Linked DNA regions of Mus musculus: region 2 is linked to region 1. A link is a contact called in public HiChIP or PLAC-seq data. All regions are on one chromosome and are shown on one strand. The core of a region is the stretch at or near the end of the contact, and the rest is flanking DNA. Distances in the headings are between cores, read along the strand shown. Region 1 overlaps Creg2 (cellular repressor of E1A-stimulated genes 2). Region 2 overlaps Map4k4 (mitogen-activated protein kinase kinase kinase kinase 4).

Region 1 (3,033 bases), core at 352-2,851:
TGCTTGGAAAGTCGAGTTTGCCCCATGTAACTCCACCGCAGGAGACCCTTGGGAGCTTATGTCTGGTTTCTCTTGGACTTCAGGACACGCACCTCAAGCCTTCGTTCATCTCAGCCTGTACCTTTTCAATGCAGTAGCCCGTGAGCTTTTGAGTCCTGTGAATCTTTCTATTAAGTTATCAAGTCAGTGGAGCCTTGGGGGCTCTGATGTACCTGACCATACAAACGCTGACAACTACTTGTAACACTAACGGCAGGTATAAAACAGCTGTCTGGGGGCGTGACTCTCCCACACTCAGACTCATCCATCACGTTATGCTAATATCTTGAGAAAGATGCCTCTGTCAAGCCACATACATGCTTAGCTTAGACTTAAGAGACTTGCCTCTACCTGCCTGGAAGCTTCTCTTTATCACACACCCAGTGGAGTCCTAACAAGAGAGGGTAATAGTGACCGCACACACGTATTCAGACACATTGCTGCATGGGGGGAACATCGAGTTCCATCCAGAAGTGTTACCGTCGGTGTTTTCAACATGGCAAAAGTCTAGTTGCTGAGTTGGGAATTTTTCTCGTGGGCTAAGATAAAGGAATCACAGAATGCAATTGCAAGAAAAATGGAATCTACTCAGCAAGTTGTTAAAACAAACAAATGAACCAGCCCCGAGACACACAGGAGAAAATAAACACAACCAGCAAGTGAGAAATGACTCTACAAGCATTACAAGTAACTAGAATTTGTCCACACAAGAACATCATCAGCTTTATCTGTTCACAGTTAAAGCCAATTTCTTCTACAAAATCTCTCTTGAACAAAGCAATGGAATTAGCCCTCTTAAGTAAGTCACCACAGAATAATATTTATTTTTAATTTAGTTTAATTTTTTACTTATTCACTTTTACTTATTTACTTATTACTGCCCCTTCCTGATTACTGCCTCCCACAATCCTTCCCCCATGCCTCTTTCTCCTCTGAGTGGGTGGGGTCTCTTGGGTGTCCTCCGACTCTGGCACTTCAAGTCTCTGTGAGGCTAGGTGCCTCCTCTCCCACTGAGGCCAGACAAGGCAACCCAGCTAGAAGAACATATCCCATGTACAGGCAACAGCTCCAGTAAAACAGGATATTTAAATAAGGATTTTTTTCCTTCTCTATTGGTGATGGTCATACAGAATAAAAAAATTATATAGCTAATGTAACTATAGAACATTCCATGTGTACATTAGGTAGCAGCTTGTCTTGGCATCATTTTCTTTCTCTGTGATAGGCTGGCTAACAAGCCCTCAAAGGTGTTCACATTCACACGTCTGGAGCGAGTGAATACAATACCATAGGTGGCAAGAGAGAATTGAGGTTAGTAATCAGTCGGCATTGAAGGGGGGATTTTTCCTGGGCAGTCTGACTAGGTCCTAGATAATCATCAGCTTCTTTGCTCCTCCCCTTCTCTTCTCAATATTGGTGTATTGATATAAAGTCTCACTACCTTACCTAGGCTGGCCTGGAACTCCCAATCCTCCTGCCTCAGCTTCCTGGGTGCTGGGATTAAAGAACTAGGTCGCCACAGTTGACTACAATTTTAAAGTAGGAGAAGGAGGTTAAGGGTCATGTTGTGGGAGAGGATGTGAGAAAGACTTAGCCACCATTCCTGGCTTCAGAGTATGGCAGAGGGCACAAGCCATAGAAGCCAAGAGCCCTGACAACACCTCAATGTTGGTCCAGTGAGAGCTGCTGTTGCTTTCTGATGCCAGCCCTAAGATTACAACAACAACAACAACACAGCTTCTATCAGAATTCCGAGTTTCTCTGCGTGAAATCAAGCAGCCCAGGAGCTTGGCAAAAGCATCCAAAGGAAACTGTGGTTCCGTACATTTCCTCATTCACTGGGGCTAGAAACTTGACTCATTCTCCGTGAAGTCTTGTGATTCAACAGACACTGGCCAGCCACACACAATGGGCCAGGAAAAGCTGGAGGTAGAGCCCCTTGGGTGGGGAGGGAGGGTAAAACCACTCACTCTCCTGTGAGGGGCAAGTCACTGTCTGAATGAAGATTCTCTGGGCTTCCCTTTGTAGCTGCCTGCTGCTGGATTCAGGCTTGGAATACGGCAAGATTTGCCTTCACCAACTGAATACTGCCTGTATTAGACCCATGTTACCTTCTCTATATTTTTCTATGTGTGAAGGAAAATTTCCCTCAGCAGCAGGGCTTTAAAAGGGACCCATGGCTCTAGGGAGTCGGGCTCATGGAATTCCTACTGAGCAAATATGCCCCACCACACACCCAGAAGCCTGGAGGTTACACAAGCAGGCAATGTGACTTAGTCCCTGCCGCAGTTTCTAGGCAGTGGGAGCCATGCCCTCCCCGCGCTCTACCTCCAATTACAGAGATTGCTCTCAGACTCTGTGCTGGGTCCTGCCCTGCCCCCTCAGATCCTGCACCACAGAGGCGTGAGGCTCCTCCCCTCTCAGACCAGTCAGTCTGCTCTGGCCACTGAGGTTGATCTGAATCCTCATTTTTTTCATTTCTCTCTGGAAGAGATATATGCACCTGTGTGTGCCTTTTGTCCCTGTGTGTGCACATGTGTGTGGATGCTCTGGGGTTAGGATGTTAGGCATCTTCCTTGATCCCTCTCCACCTTTATTCTGTTTGAGGCAGACACTGTCCACTGAACTCAGAGCTTAAGTCCGGGTTTCACCAGCCAGCTGTTTCCTCCTTCTGCAGCTGGAACCATGGCTACCCAGCGGTGAAGAGTTCTGGGGATCCAAACCTGTCCTCTTGCTCATGTGGCAGATGCTCCAGTGGCTGGGCCACTTCCCCAGTCCAACGTCTATATTTTAAAACGTTTAGGTTATAAGTAGGCACAATCGTGACACCCCCAAAATATCAAAGGGAGGCGCTGCATACATTAGCATGAATGATCATGTTTTTGTCCTCATTTGCGAGCAGTAAAACCAGCACACTCGTCTGTGTTAGCTTAGAGGAACAGTTATAGATATAGATATAGAATATAGATAGAAACTCTAGAATTCAACAATGAA
Region 2 (3,033 bases), core at 330-2,829, 330 kb after region 1:
AGATCCATCCCATAATCAGCCTCCAAACGATGACACCATTGCATACACTAGCAAACGTTTGCTAAAAGGACCCTGATATAGCTGTCTCTTGTGAGACTAGGCGGGGGCCTAGCAAACACATAAGTGGATGCTCACAGTCAGCTATTGGATGGATCACAGGGCTCCCAATGGAGGAGCTAGAGAAAGTAACCAAGGAGCTAAAGAGATCTGCAACCCTGTAGGTGCAACAACATTATGAACTAACCAGTACCCCGGAGCTCTTGTCTCAGCGCTCGCTGCCCATTCATTGCCGGTCCTCACTTGGTCTGTTTGAGTAGCTAACGCTGTTGAGTGGAGAGTGTTCTTCTCTCCTGTACTGCGCAGTGTGGGAGCTTATGGAGTTTACCTCAGCCTGCTCCTTCCTGAAAGGAGCCTCAGGGCATCAAGGAAAGAGAAGTGAGGGCAGCTGCCAGCCTCTCCCTTCCTTCCTTCCTCTCGGGAGTGACTTACCTGTGGAACTTGCCGATCTTAGCTCATGGTCCTACATTGGTACTCACTGCAGACAAGAAGGAACAGGTCTGAGGTTTCTGTAGTGTTTCTGGCCTAGCCTAGCAAGGCTGTGTGGTTGGTTCTTCAGGTTTGACAGTGACCCTATAGCATCAGGGATGGGAGACAGGATGTCCACACACAGGGAGGCAGACCATAGGATCGGACAGAAATCTCTGTTTAATTCTTATGTATGACCATGTGGAAAATTAGAAGAGAAAAGAAGATATTAACCTAGAGGTAGTCTCTGCCAGAATACCCTCCTCTTCCTTGTTTCCTATCTTCTGTGCATTTAACCCCTCATGGTAGATACCTGATATGTGCACACTTACACATGAATGGCTATGTTATGGTAGATACATATATAACATGTGCACACTTAAAATGTGTATGGCCATATTCTGACAGATAGCTAACACGTGCACACTCACACACACGGCCACATTTTGATAGGTTCCTAACACGCACACACTTAGACATGTGTGACCCACATTCTGTTGCCAAGGTCATCCTGCTTTGCTAACTTGTGGATTTTAGAGTCTAGGTTCTTGTGCTTTAGAAAACATTCAGGTGGAATCACTTTTTGTAGAGAACTTGATTTTTGGAAATTAATACGGAGTATTTGAGGGTGAAAACACACATATTATATTTTGCCTTAAAAATTGGAACCTATCAGGATTTCTAGGTGTTGACATGAAACTTTGGAACAACCTAGTAATTTGGGGACCTAGAAAAAAGTGTCTTCCTGGGGTTCAGGAAGATCAGCATTTGCTGCTTGCTTGTTTGTTTGTTTTGTTTTTTGTTTGTTTTTTTGTATTGTGCTTCTTGGAGGGCTTTATTTATCCCAGAGTTGTGCTCTGACTTCTGTGACGGCCATGGTCTCCTTCATGGGAGCATAGTCCTCCAGAGTCACCCCTGAGTGAGTGGTATGTAGGAGGGGACGAGGCTCTGCCCGTTCTGCTTTTCCTGTAGAGACGTGCCGTCTCACGTCTGTCCCACGCTTCCAGATGAGCACTAAGGTCTGACTGAATGACTCAGCAAGGAACCAACTTGGTTAGAGAAGGAGGAAGAAGGCCCTCTGAGGACTGCTCTGACTAGACCTGCCATTAGGCAGAGAAGAGCTCTGAGACTGTGGCCATTCCCAGAAGAAAGGCATGGATTCAGTTACATTAAGAAAGAGCATGAGTTTAATATTAACATTGGAGTGTTTGAGAGAGCGTTTTTCTGTCTCCATCACTTGGATGTTGTTAGTTTTGATCAAGGTTGCAGTTTTTCCTAAAGCACTGAGTGATTTGGGTGAGGATGGTACTTTGAAGGCTGCCATTTCTTATGGCCCAGTCCCATAATAAATTCCATTTATTCTGAAATGTATCCTCTTCTAGAATCTGTAAAATTATCTTCATTTACATTTTGTTGTATGGTGAACTGAAGTTGTGTAACTTTTTATGTTTGAACCAAAACCAGATTCAATTTAATTGATTCTGTGCTACATTTACCATGGCTTATGCTGAGTAAGACACTCTTGGATCTGCCCGGACTCTGCAAGGTGAAATCTTTTGTTTTCTTTCAGTTTGCAGCCGTTAGGGCAGAGCTCAGTAGCAGTTGATTTAAACTGTTGTGAAGAAGCAGGTATTGTCTTTCAGGAACATGCTCAGTTGTATATCTCAGGACACAAACCTGCCAGAGACATTGGCTCACATCATCAGCTCCTTTCTCCAGCTTCACAAAGACCATCAGTTGCGCCCCTCCCCCCATTTGTTCAGCTGTCACTGCCTGATAATTAATTTTGTAAAGAAGCCTGGTGGAAAGATGGTAGACTCAGAACATTTCACAGTTTTCTTGGGTCCTAGTTATTACCTCTGAGGTCTGTCTGTCTCACAGACAGTACTATCATCAGTTCTCTGATAGCCAGGGAGCCAACTGAAAGCTTGTCCACTGTCAGAACCCAGCCCCAGATGAAGAACTTGTCTATGAGAGTTGCTCCTGTTGGTCAGAGGCCAGCCTGCTAATTGGCACCAGCTGCATTAACTCATAGAGTTGGGGTCAGCAGTGCCTCACTGTGGAGGAAACCAGAAGACAGCCCTTTTGCTCCAAGAGCTCCTGCCCCATCCCTCAGATTCCCCTATTTGTGATCACCCTGGCTCCCCTCAAGAGGAGTGTGAAGGACACAGTGGTTTGGACTTGCAGGAAGACACATGGGATGGTACATCAGCTTCCTCTGTGTTACTTTGTCAGTTCAATTGTTGGTTGAAATGTCAGCCTTAAGTCTGCGTACTGCTGTATCTTTGCCTTAAATGAGGTGTTTACTTTGGTAGCTGTATGTGTGTATCTACTAAATGTTGAAATGAGACTACCAAAGTTATTTTTTAGTAAAAGATTTGTGTATTTATTTTTATGTGCATGGATGGGATGGGTATTTTGCCTGCATGATGTGTGCACTGCATGCATACTTGGTCCTCAGAAGCCAGAAGAGGGCATTGGATCCTCTGGACTGGAGTTCCAAATGGT

The links. HiChIP or PLAC-seq counts read pairs in DNA pulled down with a chosen protein or histone mark.
Region 2: an H3K4me3 HiChIP or PLAC-seq map of bone marrow-derived macrophages shows a contact between it and region 1, with 4 times the contacts expected there. The contact joins two enhancer-like sites. A contact is called at or near these places in 3 of 484 Hi-C or Micro-C datasets (bone marrow-derived macrophages, immediate neuronal precursor and nephron progenitors), 4 of 115 datasets of contacts at active chromatin or transcription factors (bone marrow-derived macrophages, embryonic basal ganglia, intestinal crypt epithelium and 1 more) and 1 of 9 other capture datasets (adipose tissue).

The regions. Positions count from the first base shown.
Region 1 is chr1:39,634,475-39,637,507 of GRCm38.p6, forward strand. All of the region lies in intron 2 of Creg2 (cellular repressor of E1A-stimulated genes 2), which reads right to left. Among named protein-coding and RNA genes, the nearest start is that of Creg2, 15 kb to the right of the region's middle. Within about 2 kb of position 1,602, at least 75 of the 459 cell types and tissues checked have an H3K27ac peak or open chromatin away from gene starts, as enhancers often do. A contact at or near this core is called in bone marrow-derived macrophages, where this site is marked.
Region 2 is chr1:39,967,677-39,970,709 of GRCm38.p6, forward strand. The region is part of intron 3 of Map4k4 (mitogen-activated protein kinase kinase kinase kinase 4); the gene reads left to right. Among named protein-coding and RNA genes, the nearest start is that of Map4k4, 68 kb to the left of the region's middle. Within about 2 kb of position 1,580, at least 48 of the 459 cell types and tissues checked have an H3K27ac peak or open chromatin away from gene starts, as enhancers often do. A contact at or near this core is called in bone marrow-derived macrophages, where this site is marked.